Linked DNA regions of Zea mays: region 1 is linked to region 2. Evidence: chromatin contacts called from public Hi-C data. All regions are on one chromosome and are shown on one strand. The core of a region is the stretch at or near the end of the contact, and the rest is flanking DNA. Distances in the headings are between cores, read along the strand shown.

Region 1 (6,863 bases), core at 4,023-6,522, 280 kb after region 2:
ATCTTCACAGATCGCTTTAGTTTAGTACTACAACATTCACTGTACCCAAATACCTTCTGTGATTTGGCCCAAGAAAGTCTGTTCTCCTTTGCGTCCAAAATATGTAAGTTTGCTAATTTCATAAACTCCTTTTATCCTTGATGCAGATTTGTTCTTAACACTTGGTGGGAATAAAAAGGAACAAAGAGATAGTGGTGAGAGAACAACAACTCTACAATTCTTGAGATCATACAATGAACGTTTTATTGTCTTATGAAGCTATGGTATAATTCGTTTTTGTTTGTTGTTGCACAGATGGATGGGTAGGAGAGGCGAGGGCCGCCTCACCGTAGATGGAGCCCACGGGGCGCGCAAGGAGTGACGCGCCTTCTCTGGCTCCTTGCTCCGCTCCAATGGCGTCGATGTCCACGTGCCACGTCATGGAACGGATGCGGCACAATTGGCTAGGTACCATTTTCTTTCCAAGCGTAGTATCTCTTTTGTTATTGTCAAATCATTTTAGTTCACTTGGTTCTTTTTGTTTAGAATATCTTGGAACAAAGTGCAACACTTATGTTTATCTGCTAAATTGAACTTAAAACAGGCGAAACATATCAGAAAACCGATATAGATTTCTTGGAATCGGAAGCAAGCGCTTTCAGGGATGATGGTTCAACAGCTTCAACTGCAATTTTGGTGGGTGACCGTCTGTATGTTGCAAATGTTGGTGATTCTCGTGCTGTTATTCCAAAAGCTGGCAAAGGTATTGCATACTGGAAGTAGGTATCTTAAGTAGCGTATTTGTGTTTCATTTTCATGTCACATTTGTCAGTTGATGTATGGTCTATGGTCTGTTGAATCTAAATCACAAAGCAAAAATCTTGGCATCGCTCTATTTCTCATACCAATATATAATCCATAAACCTTTGTTGTAGTTAATATAGAACCATCCATGACAGTTTGGTTTGTAGGGTTTCTCATTGATTATGTGTAATTTTGATTCTGTGACAAATGTCTGACAGTTCATCTGTTTGTTTTTATAGCTATGGCACTTTCAGAAGATCACAAACCTAATAGGATTGATGAGCGGAAGAGAATTGAAAATGCTTGTGTATTGTCATTTGGGCTGGTAAGCATGTGCTCTTCGTTATTTTATACATTGGGCTAATTTGCTTGCATTAGCTGAAGTTGACAAGGCAGATTGCAAAAAGCTTCTGCTATTCATCCGTAGCCATGTGTTCCTGGGAGCTTGAACATGTTAGGTTTCCATACACCCATTCGAGTATGAAAAACTTTGTATTGCAGTGGAGCAGCCTTGTTTTTTCAAATCATCATTTTTTTCTTTGAATGATAAGCATAAAAGTCGAAGTGTAGGCAATCTAAAGGTATAACTACCTCATTAAAGAAGCCAAAAAATTCACATTATATACTTACAATGAATCAAAAATATCTCCATGCCTCATCGACGAAAAAGAAAATTTAAAGAGTTCTTTGGTTGGATATAATTGTTTCTTATTGAGTTGCATGCAATGCCAATTAACTAAAAGTTTATGGTACAGACAAAATATGCACAATGCACTCATACTTCAACGCCCCCTCACTTGTAGGTTCCCTTAAGCTTGATGTCAGATAGAACTGTGCTATAACTTTTATTAAATTGTTGCATCCAGTATATAGTATAAACTATTAAATATTATATTTTGGCGCTGCTGCAAGTAACATCAGTTTAGAGTGGTTCAGGACAATTTATCGTGTCGGACGTGGACAAGAGGCGGCTTGCAAAATTTTGTTTTCAGAGGCTATATCTTCATAGCAAACGGAAGTATTGGCAACAAAAGATGTAGATAGAGCAGTAGAGGGAGAGAGCGTCCATGATTCCGATCACCCATATCATCGATCATCAGCATCATCTGTTCCAAACTAGGAGAGATAAAGCGATAGCCCGAGTGGCAATAGAAAACCCTTATATTAAAGAGATAATCGATGATGCTGCGGACAGACCTATTGAACTCATATGTGCTCAGTAGTAGCCCTTGCTCTATCATCTGGCGGCATAGCTTATATGTCTCATCTGTCATCCCCTCATCTTCACAACCTTTGTTCATCAACCCATATGCCACATTGGACAGTGTCACTGGCAACCACATCAAACAATTCTAATGTTTTTCCCAACTTCTCCACTCAAATAGTACACGTGCATCAACATTCTCGCGAGAGCCGCATCCATCTTCCCCGTAGCCAGCATCATCTGATCCTTCAGCTGCAATACCTCATCCATCCTTCCCACCTTCACAAGTACACCCACCATAGAATTGTATGTTAACTCCCACAGCTCGACCCATGCCTCCCTCATCTTTCCCAGTACCTGAAGTGCCCGATCTGCATCATGTAGCCTACCCAAACCTGTGATTGTGGTGGCATAAACGTATTCGTCAGGCTTGACCCAGGCACCGGCCATTTCACCGAACACCCTGACAGCGTCTCTTTATAGTACGACGTAAAACTGTAGTTGTTATTGTAATTGGGGTACAAAATGGATGAGGTAGCATAAATGTCATGTAAACTTAGTGGGGGAGAGTGATAATGGTAAAGAAATTCTGTAAATATCAGTGAGTGTTCGTCCGATGGATTGGTTGGGGATGGCACTCCGCTCTTGTCAGCTCTGCAGCTTACCTCAGAACATAGCACGTCAGTGCAAGAGGTAATTGAATTGATTCAAGATTAACTGAGTCCTTCAGTGTCTGTTCTTTTTTATTAGCTGATCTGGCTTCCTGATAGAATGCAATTACAGATCAATAAGTAACATTTTTTATTAGTTAATTACATATCTTTTATTGTGAAGAACTTTCCTGTCTAAGATTCATAATTTAATTACCAGCAATTAGTTAATTTATGAGAAAAAAATTGCGATACTAATCATATTTGTTTCTACAGTACACAAGATTCAGTTTTCATTTCATGTTCTAATTTTGTAAGCTGCAGATTCCTCTAGGTCGGATGGAAGGGCGTATCACACATAATCTGGCCACATGATAGAATGCGTGGAGTCGACAGGATGGTGCTAGAAGGAAGGATCCTTTCTCAGCTCATCAAACAGCATTAACGACAAGTATCGCTCCCCAAGGATTGAAGAACAGTCTGCAGCAATGGACCACCGATCAGTACTCTGAAACTGCCTTCATGTGAAAGGAATGTTCAATGCAGTAGTAGTATTAGAGTATAGCTCACTAGGGAATAATGCATCTTATGAACAAGTAGTGTTGGAGGAACAAGTATCTGGCCACCTGACAAAGTGAGCTATTGTCACACGATGATACATTTGATCCATCTTTGGCCACATACCATTGCTGTCTTTTTTTCTGACGAGACAATTTAATGTTGTACGCTATTGATGTTCATCATTTGATTGTTGCTCTGAATTCGACATTTTGATGTTTCGACATTTTGATGTTTCGGGGTCTGGTAGTTTAATAGAATTTTTAATGAATTTGGAGGCTACTGTGTATTGCTAATATATTTGTTCAATATCCTTTTTCTCATAATAATATAACACACATTTTATATATAAGTTATCGTGATATTATATATTCCCGTTGCAACGCACGGGCACTTACCTAGTATATATATATATATATAACACATATATTAATTATTGTATGAATCTACTAAAACAAATTTTATTTTGAGACGGGGAAAGAAATACCACTGATGTCAGTAAATTCAGTGTTACGCACAGGATTTCGATGAAGTAGTTATACTAGTTCATAGGTCCCCTCCCTACGTCCAGTGATCACGGGGTGTTCGTGTTACTACGCCCTGGGCCCTGGGTGCTCAAAGTTCACGTAGTGGCATGTGGATTGCAAGATGGAAGATGAATATTGTCTCAAATACGTTGTCTTGTTTTTTAGGATTGAGGCTGGTTTCAACGTCGGTTTGTATAGACCGCTGACATGGCCTGGCCTGCACATAGACCACGCTGGCTTCAATGTGATCTCTGTTCGGCCGATCGATGGTCACCGGTACATTGACCATTTCGACCTGATCCAACTCGGTCAGTATTGAACAACTTTAGCAACGTACCATGTTTTAATTGGTCCACATTTGCGTGCGAGCTAGCCGTTTTGAACCGTTGATAATTGATATAAGCAAACGAGAAGTTTGGGCATAAGAAAATACATAAAATATCGTCATTCATTAATAGGAGTTTTAGCGTCATTCTCGTACCTTTGGAAGCTATCTTTCGGCTATAGGATTTAGGGTCCTGAGCATGGGCCGCCTAACCCAAGCAACCCAATCTAACATGTCAGAAAAAAACTCTTACTCGATCAATACAACGGGTGTGTACGAGCCATAGTTTTTAATCTACAATAATCCATGGGTCGAGCACATGAGTTTTTAATCTACAATAATCTATAACGAATCAACTTTTTTTGGCTTTTTGGCCTTTAGTGGATTTTAAAAGATAGGAAAGATCTTTCTCCAAGCCATACATACTATTTTCATGGAATACGGCTTTCCACATAATTCTGTAGGAATATATGAGATCGAGTATGGAATTCTGTTTACTCACTTTAAATTGAGCATCTATTTCTCTCATTTCCCTGTTGGGATCGGAAATGACACGTCCAATAGATACACGAGCCAACTTGACCCGACTCGGTATTATGCACGAGTCGGATACAAACTGTGCCAAACGACTTACGAATTGACTGTGACCCGATCTGGACCTGACATTTAAACAAGTCTACTTTCGAGCAAATATAACAATAGGCACAAAATTAGCAAATGGTCAACCCTAGGATCGAGCTCCATTACACTTTCATATAAGGTTATTTTTACCCTCTCTATTATATAGTAACTCTCCACATTATACGGAGCACATTCATGTAATTTCACAGCGCAAGCGTGTCACACACGTCTTATATTTACTGAAACCTCTTATATCTTTTCTTCTCCGAAGCTTCCTTTGGACATCGTCTTTCGTTGAAGTCTCTCTTTATCAGCATCGAAGCTTTTCTTACGACACCTTCGCCTCCGTGCACTCTAAAAAATTTCCTTTGAGCTAAACATCATCTAAACATTTATTTTATTATTTTAGACACTGACCAGAGACGTTGTGGCCAACAGATGTAGAAAAACCTGTAATAAGTTACGTCGTGAATATATTTGGAAATACTATTTTTCAGAAGGGCTAAATTGAATAAAAAAGCACGACCGTGCTCGCCCCCTGCCTTTTCTTCTCCGGTTCACCCCCTCGTGTGCTTTCACTCTCACTCACACTCTGTTTCTCTCTCTCTCGTGGAGACGACTGGGCGACCGCCGGCGCCGACCTACGCCAGGTGCCCAAGCCTTCGACGGGACCATCGCCGACGACGAGCACTCACGAGGTATGCGCACTTCCTGTCTTCCCGTCCAGATGTGCGAAACCGAGCACACAAACCCTAACTTAAACTATCTGGCTTATTTGCAGCTGGATCTGATCTAATTACAGGTGCACACATGCATTATACATACTAATTTCGGATTCTTTGCAAAAAAAGTTGTCGGGTGTATATGTGTACACCATGCCATTTACTGGATGCGCCCCTGATCTCGAGCAACCGTGTGTGTATACAGTCAGAAATGTCTTCAGTCGGGAGCGGCAGTGGCACCAGGGCTGCGAATGGTGCAGCTGCCATCAGTGCTGCCGCGACGGCAGCAGGCTCGGCCGACGCCAGATTCCACCCCCAACTACTACAGCAGCAGGACAGGGTACATACACTACACGACTTGTTGTTCCATAGGCGGATGCAATCGGACTTGTGCTTTAGCTGCAGCTTTTGCCCTGCATGCTTTAGATATGTGGACGGCAGGATCAGTACCGGAATTTTAGTAGGCCTTGAGTCCTTGACGACCTAGATTGGCCATTTGGCCCAGCCTTTGCTTACTCAGTACGAATTGTACTGCTCTGCAGTGGTTACAGTTTCAAACTGGGCATCTTTACCAGCAATAATTTGGCTTCAGTACTATATATATGCTTGGTTACTTCGATCCAATAATTTGTTCAGTTCGATTTTGCCGATAATCCTTGCTTTATGATAAAATATTTTTTCCATGTGAATACCTTTGATTTTTTTGCGAAACACTAACACTTCTTGTGTTCTATTGCACGATTGCCTTTTATGCCTATCGTTATGTAGTTTTTCTCCGCATAATGATAGTGGATTTTTTTTTTGTATACAAAGTGTAGTTTACTGTTTCTTTAAAATTCTGTTGTCATGCATTTTCTTTTTATTTCTGCGGTGACAGCTAAGTTATTTGTTTGGACTTACATGTGCTTCTCTACTCTAAACAGCAAAGTAGATGGGCTGGCTGCTTTTCAGGCTTATCATGTTTCGGATCGCAGAAGGGCGGGAAAAGAATTGTTCCTGCAGCACGTACTTCTGATGGGAATGGATCAAATGCTCGCGGAAATGGTCTCCAGTCTGGTGCCAATTCAAACCAAAATATGCCTATGAATTTATCTCTTCTGGCTCCACCATCATCACCGGCATCCTTCTCAAACTCTGCACTTCCTTCGACTGCTCAATCGCCAAATTGCTTTCTGTCTGTATCCGCAAACTCTCCTGGTGGCCCAACGTCTAATATGTTCGCCGTTGGGCCATATGCTAATGAACCTCAACTTGTCTCACCACCTGTCTTCTCAACTTACACAACTGAGCCATCCACAGCACCGTTGACCCCACCACCTGAACTAGCCCATGCAACTACACCTTCTTCTCCAGATGTTCCATATGCTAGATTTCTTTCTTCTTCTATGGATATCAAAACTGCTAGCAAGGAGCATAACATGCCTTTCTTATCAACAACCTATTCTGGTGGTTCAGGACTCCAAGCATCCTACC
Region 2 (7,511 bases), core at 3,493-5,992:
GTCAGTCATAAGAGCACACCAATCACCTAGTTGCCAATTAGCGTAAGGGAAACATGACAGCAAGGTGAGCTTCTTTGGGTCCTGAATGTTTGGAGGACTTGATGATTTATCTCCCCAAACATTGGTTACAGATGTGATCCAGTTCACATGCACCAGCCCTACATCGACATGAGAGACAATACCATCATCTCTACTGGGCCTCCATGATCCACATAACCATGTTGCTGACTTGGAAACTGACGGATCGACTATCCTCACACGTTGGCCAGGATAATAAAAGTAAGGTGCATCTTCAAAAAGAACAGGAGGAATGGGCTTCAGTACATCCGAATCCCTTAACAGGATTTCACACTTTGCTCCATCACTGAATAAAAGTGTGACAAGATCAAATGCTCTTATCACTCGTCCAATCCATGGCCCCATAACAACGCAGTCACCGGAAACAAAAGATCTCACTCTTGATAGCTTCTTGCTGTTTACATCTTTAATTATGTCACCTGAGCTTGTCTCCAAGTCAACAAACATTGCAACACCAACAACACGTCCCAGCTGACCTGAGGGATCAGAAACAGGGCAGACTATATCCCCATGCAGAAACCCCCTTTCAAAAGTCAAAAAATTATCAATCTTGCCAATGCTCTCATCCAGACTGGACAAGATGTTTTGGGCATGGTCACTATATGTAAATTCACATTCTTGGTCTTCACTGTCACTGGTCCCAGTATATGACTCACTATCCGAGTCAATTGTAAACAAATCCATGATTTCAAACCCTGCAACGTCACACTTGGTTATTGATACGGCATAAGACAACCTTGTTAAGAAATGTTACTCCATAATTACCTACCTTCTTAGTAAGGTGTGGCTGCTTGGGTAACGTGGTAATCTCAAGAACAAGGAACAATATGCAAATTGATGTCCAGAAGGTCAATATACCAGCTGGCCAAGTATTTCTGCAGAAAATGATGGAAATATAAGAGGATCAGAGATCGTAACGAGAAAAGATAAACAGAACCATATCTCTTTATGGTGTTTGCAATGTACTGGGAGCGGGAGGTACCCTTAACAATACCAAACATCCAAACCTTATATCTTAAGGATAATTTACAGGTTTTTTATCAAAAAAACCTTTTAAATTCTTAAAACACTTGGCATGCTCAAAATTTATCTGTTTATCGTCTAGTTCTAAAATTGACTATTGGATTGTGTGTTGCTCCACATGGTTATTTCTTTTCCATTCCATTCTGCCATGACTATAGCAACCACATGGAGAGTGGCACAGAAACCTTGTGGAGACTTTTCCATTATCACCTTATGCAATATGCTAATATATTATCTATCCACTGAAATACAAATGTATGGCCTCATAGCCTTCTATTGATGTTGATGTCACAATTTGTTTTCATTCTCACAGCCATTATCAAATTAACCGAGTGAGGATTGGATAAGCCATAAGCGTTTCTCTCTATCCTTGTGTTCTAACTTTTTAGTTACATGTCCTACATTTAAGTGCATCTAGTTATGGATCATTGGGATACAAGTAATGAATGGCCATCATAGCTTGCAGGAACCACAAATGTCGCATTGAAGGAAATCGGTGTATTACCTTCCAGAATCACTTCTTGATATTCTCGTATAAGTTATGTGCAGGCAGGCAGCACACTTGACTGATAATGCCAAAGGAGAATTACCCAGATATAGATGCTAGTGCGCACAGCGGAAGGAGATTTACTAAAAATAGTAAATATAATTGGTATTTAGTGCCAAAGGAGATTTGCCCGAAGAGCGATGTGAAACTAAAGGTAGAACTAGTGCCAAAGGAGATTTGCCCAGTGAGAAATCTTAAAGCTAATGCCAAAGGAGATTTGCCCCCAAAAGAGCTATTAATAAGTACTGCCAAAGGAGATTTGCCCAGCAAATCAGATGGTACGAAACCTTATGAAACTTCCATCAAACTAAATGAGAATTTCCTGATGGATATCATTTGGAAGTCTCTTCGCTGCTGATAGTTCATTCGACGAGGAGAATATGCTCAGGATAACCAGCAAAGTGATGCACCCTGAACAATGTTTGCCAAAGGAGATTTGCCCTAAAACAAGGATACTTTCATAAAGGGAAGCGATTCCATAGAGAAAAGATCAGCTGACAGATGATATACTCTGGATGATCACAAGAGATAAGTGACCAGGAGTGTCAGTCCACAATCAAGCCTAATCACACAGAAGAGAACATGCTACTATCTGGTGACCAGTACTCAAGAAAGCAACCAAGGTAACAGCTTTTCATCAGTGGGGGCTTCAATTATGATGAGATCACAGAATAAAATGGTCTGTCGGGTCCAATTGCTAGGATCAGCTGACCCTGAAACCATAGCAAGAGAAGATTAGTTCAAATGGTCATCTTACTACAAAATAAAAAAAAACTCGACCTACGGGGGTAAGACAGCACACAGGCATTATATTAAGAAGAAGACCTTCTCACGCAGGTCAAAAAACCCGCGATGGGGACCGAGTCTTAGACCTATGCTTTGGCGTGGGACAGACGAGGGGATTTTTTTTAACCACAACCTGAAATTCGCTCACACGGGGAGTCAAACCCAGGACCTGAGGAGTGCTACTCAGACCACATAACCAACTCAACTAGAAGTCCTTTCGCATCTTACTACAAAATAATATCATGCAACATGCAAGCCTACAAAGAGACAAAAATATTTACATGCTTCATAGAAAATGCTGATCAAGGAAATTGAGGCTTTCAAGGACGAATACAGTAGAAAATCCCCTTAATTTTCTCAATATACTAGGCTAATTCCATTAATGAAGTTTGTTGGGCATATGAACAGTAAAAAGATAAAACCCTCTAAATTAGAAGTTGTTGCGTAAAAATGAATGGGGCAGATCAGAAATATGATTCTAAGAACAAATAATTATTGGTTAAAAATGCTCAAACATATCAGATTCTTTTTTGCCTTTGCATTTACCATTTTATTTCTCAAACACCATAATAAGTATAGTCCAAGACACCAAAAGAATAAAAAAGACAGTTCAAACCAACAAAAATACCGTATTCCAACAACATGGAAGCCTGATATATTAAGATTTTTTAGGCAATGATATATTGAGATTATTACCCAGAATGACAGCAGAAACAGTAGATACAGGCCCTGTTTGGCACAGCTTATTTTCAGCTTCTTCACAAATTTAAGCTGAAGTTCTGCCAAACAGGCAGCTTCTGCAGCAGCTTATCAGTTCAGCTGCTTCTCAAAATGAACTAAAAGCAGCCAACAAGCAGAAGCTGCTTTTTACCAGCTTATCAGATAAGCTGCTTTTTTAACAAGCAGCAGCTGTCCCAAACAGGGCCACAGAGTTTTGCTTGCTAGAGTACGCATATACAAACATGTAAAAGTTATTTCCCTGATCGATGACAACTACAGCAATCGGTATGTCCTTTTTCCTACTGCAAGGTAAAATAGACATAATGAATGAAAGATCTGAAAGTTCAGGCTAAAGCACTAATTCACCAATAGATGGGGCAGGCAAAAACCAAATCAACCAAAGAAGGCAGAGTGGATGATTCCCTAAAATAACCTGTACTTCCAACTTTATTTAACTGAAGAAATTATCAGACAAACAAAAGTTTGAATCAGGGAAACCACTAGTTTTTTTAGTTAACACAAGTGCCATTTTGTAAACTTGACATGGGAAATTGAGATTCTTCCTGGTAAACATGAAGATAACAAGAAATCACATACACGGCAGCATCATAACCACTCATAAGCAGCTATGGCAATTGACACAACCCATCAAATGAGCCAACCTTCCGAATAAATCAAACACAACCAATTATCTATCCATGCTAGTTACATCATCCTAGAAGCAAACAAAGATGGAGCCCAACTAAACCTTAGTACCCTGCACACCAATCAAACAAGACAAACAAATTTCCCTAATCTCACAGCTCCAAACCCAACAAAGAAGCCAGATATTTCTTTCGCTTTCAATCAACAACAAAGAAGTAACGGCATAACCCCAGTGATAGCCGAGGGAACATGGCAGAAACACAACTACGAAGAATCAACAATATAGTCATAGCACGAATAATTCGCGCTCCTCAACAACGATCACGCGGCTGGGGTTCGCCGCGGTAGGAACCGGGGAGGAGCAGCGGCTGCGCCGGCACAAGAGGCAGTGAAGCCAGGGGGGAAACCGCCGGCGCCCCATCGACAACACGCGAAACGAACCTCGAAAGCAGGTACCAAATTTGGAGCCTGACGCAATGGTGTCCATACCTGTCGCAATCCCAACCCGCCGCCATGCTCGCTCCCGAGAGCCCAGACCCGCGCACCGAAGAAGAAGAAGAAGAGGAAGCTACTGCGCTCCTCTCCCCCCACGCCTCAATCCATCCCCTAACCCTTGGACCATGGCCAGCAGCAAGCTCCTGAGTTCAAACGGCTCCAATCCCTCCGAGGAAGCAGAGGCCAAGACGTGTAGCACCACCACCAACAACACCAAGTCGCACCAAATCACAGCCCGGAGCAGTTGAACACTGGAGCGGTCGTGTGCCCACCGGTATTTCAAGTGGCAGTGAGGACGCGAGGGGGCGCGAGAGGACAGAGAGCCACTGGGAGGAGTGGGAGGTTCTCGCTGGGTGCTCGGCGGCTTGCTCGAGTGGGCGTGGTGGCGGTGCCGGTAACGATTTCTACGGTGCGCGAGCGCAAAGGCCTCGCCTTTCCGGTGCCGCGCGCAATTCTTTTGGCTTCTTTTATTTAGCCGAGGGCGCGCCTAATTGCGCTGCGCTAATGGGATCCCATCCCCCACCCTGCCACTTTTACGAGCTCGCGTGTTCTTCCTCCACTCTCCCTTTTTCTCTCTCCAATAGACCAATACAGGTGTTGGGAACTGAAGACGAAAGCTTTTGGTGGGCTCCCGAATTTCCATTTCCTTGCTCCGAAATGACGCGGACCTAACCGGGGTCAGGGTGATCAGGCCGGTGAGTTGACCCGAGCTGAACGGGAAGCTATTATTGCCGATTGGGCCCCTCTTGAGTTCCTTCCCCGTGTCTCGCTCTCGTCGGATCCGCTTCTACTTTTGCCAGCGCGATTGCTCTGGAATCCCCATTGTTGGCTGCAGGAATTTGCCACTTCGATCCCACGGAGAAACAACTCAAATTTTAGCTGGGCATAGCTAGCTAGTGTTCTGACCAACCATATAAATGCAAAGATCCAGCCTAAAAAAAGCTATAGACATTTTTAGAGCTAAAAGGTAGCTTAACTGATATTTGGTTGAATTGTTTGTTTTTATTCTAGACACACACACACACACCCAAAAAAAAAGAACAGTTCGTCCGACCAAAGACAACTGGAATCGAGCAGAACATCCAAAATGTCGTTAGTTCAAATGAGACTTTTGCGTTGCAGTTCACGGTACCAAGTAAAACAAAAATGGAGAAAAAAAACAGCTGTGCAAAATATGGTTTTGAACGGTCTGCTGACGACGGCCATAATAATATACTCCCTACTACCCCTGCAAGTTTGCAGGATCCCGGGATCGCCTGCAGAATATCCCTCCACATGGCCGTTGCGACACCGCTGGAAGTGCAGCAGGCGGCGCCACGACACAGTGGAGTGGCCGCCTCTCCTTTTTTGCTTGCTTAGTGCCAGCCTTCCTTTCTTTGCGGTCACCAGAAGCACGTAGTTCCCAGCTCTCATCACACGCATAGAAAAGAACGGCAAGTTGCGTCACTGGATCGGAACGCAAGCCATTGCATCGCCCGGCTATCTGCTTGGCTGCTTGCGATCTTTCTTTCTATTCCTACGTTTTTTCTACAAGACAAGACTGATTCATGTCAAGTTTGTGTATAATTTCAGCAATCGCAACAGATGGCTTTCTAGAGCGGTGGCGACGGCGGCAGCGAACCAGTAGGACACACTGAGGAGAGGAGAGGAGAGGAGAGGAGGGAGGGGCAAGTGGCGTTCTCAGCTCAAAGGATCTGATGGATCATGTGCTGGGCTACACTTTCTGAGGTATCTCGAGTGGATATTCTAGAGAGACATGCATGGAATGGAATGGAAGGCAGTGCCAGTGTACGTGTAAATTAAATGCTGAAAACGAAATGGGTTTCGGATGATCTGCGGAATATGCTTCCTTTCTCATCCAACTTGTTATTATGTTGTTGATAGCTATATGGAATTGGATGGATAGATTCCAAGTTAACAGCCGGTCGAGATCTCAGCCGAAGCGTGAAGTTGGTCTGTGGACCGTCGTCTTGACTTTTTTTTTCCCCTTAGCATATGCATGGCTCGTTTGCTATACGGGTCTGTTGTCTCTAGCAACATCCTCTATATTTATCATTTATATTCATTCTTCACAGTTTTCTCCAAAAGATTTCATTCTCTATAAATCCTTTCTCTTAACAACGTCATCTAAATCACGTCTTCTATACTCAAATATCTATATTAGAAACATTTTTTATTTTTTTTTGTACATATGTATTTGTCATACTCTCAAATGTACAAAGGCCCCTAAAGGCTCATCTATTCTAAACATAGAGGATCAAACGGCCATCTACGCTCTCCAACAGCGTCCTACAAACGGTTCTCTAAATTTAGAGGATGCTGCTAGATTCTATATAGAGAGAGTTTCTCTAAACAAACCTCTATCCATTTAAATACTTTAAATAACCGGTTTATCAAAACTAAAATATTTATAATACATTTTAGAGTATGACAAATACATATATATATAAAATAAAAATGTCTTTAATATAAGTATTTACATATATATAGAGAACGTTATTGCCTTGTTGGAGTAACCGTCGATGGTCGCGCACAGCACGCATAAGTCCTGTTGTGGACGCACTGTACACGCATGATTTGCACATGCATTTGCCATGTGTGTTTAACGATGTCCTCTTTTTTTCCCCTGAAATTCATCCAGGCCCATTGCTTGATACGTAGCAAATTAAAGGCATACAAAAAGGATTCTCTTTTTTATTGGTAAAGATAACATAAAATGTTATAGCAATGGGAGGACTGTGCTTGCATGATGCAGTGTTTGCTGTTCATAGTGCTCTGCTCTCTGCTAGCTGCCTCTCCATCTCGAATTCCCTTTCTCGCAGCAGTAGGTCAACACCAGATTAGTTCGTCATCATGGCACCAGGGCCGTGTTCAACTCTGCAATCAATTAATCAGTGAAGCACCTGTGCTGCTCCCACTAGATCTCGGAGCCACTGAGTCCAATGGGCCTACCAGCATTCAGGTCATCCAATATGTCTATTCCTGGCTGCTATCCTCATGTTTTTTTTTTCCTCTCTCCAAAATTTACAATACTAGCAGTGGATTGGTGAAAGCTTGAAAATTGCGGGAAGGCAGTACAATTTCAGGAAGGCATCCATCATCGATAGACGGTGTTAGAAAGTGTTTACTGATGCATGTTTCAGGAAGGCAGTACAATTCCCCACCCCAGGGAAGGTAGTACAATCCATGTCGAAGTACAATTGATCGTGGATTAGAA

The links. A called contact is a pair of places that touch in the nucleus more often than the background predicts.
Region 1: a contact with region 2 is called in a Hi-C map of leaf, with 2.7 times the contacts expected there. The contact joins the promoter of LOC100277410 here to the promoter of LOC100502171 in region 2. A contact is called at or near these places in 3 of 25 Hi-C or Micro-C datasets (bundle sheath, ear and leaf).

Annotation. Positions count from the first base shown.
Region 1 is chr6:175,608,746-175,615,608 of Zm-B73-REFERENCE-NAM-5.0, forward strand. It overlaps LOC100277410 (hydroxyproline-rich glycoprotein family protein), which reads left to right and starts at 5,273. Exons shown (of 4, transcript NM_001150976.2): 1 at 5,273-5,366; 2 at 5,596-5,730; 3 at 6,314-6,863. The coding sequence starts at 5,602. LOC118472275 (a long non-coding RNA gene) reads left to right here. Exons shown (of 3, transcript XR_004850396.1): 1 at 1-194; 2 at 295-742; 3 at 1,023-3,402.
Region 2 is chr6:175,333,308-175,340,818 of Zm-B73-REFERENCE-NAM-5.0, forward strand. LOC100502171 reads right to left here and starts at 4,743. Exons shown (of 11, transcript NM_001363208.1): 1 at 4,289-4,743; 2 at 1,607-2,361; 3 at 848-953; 4 at 1-773. The coding sequence starts at 762.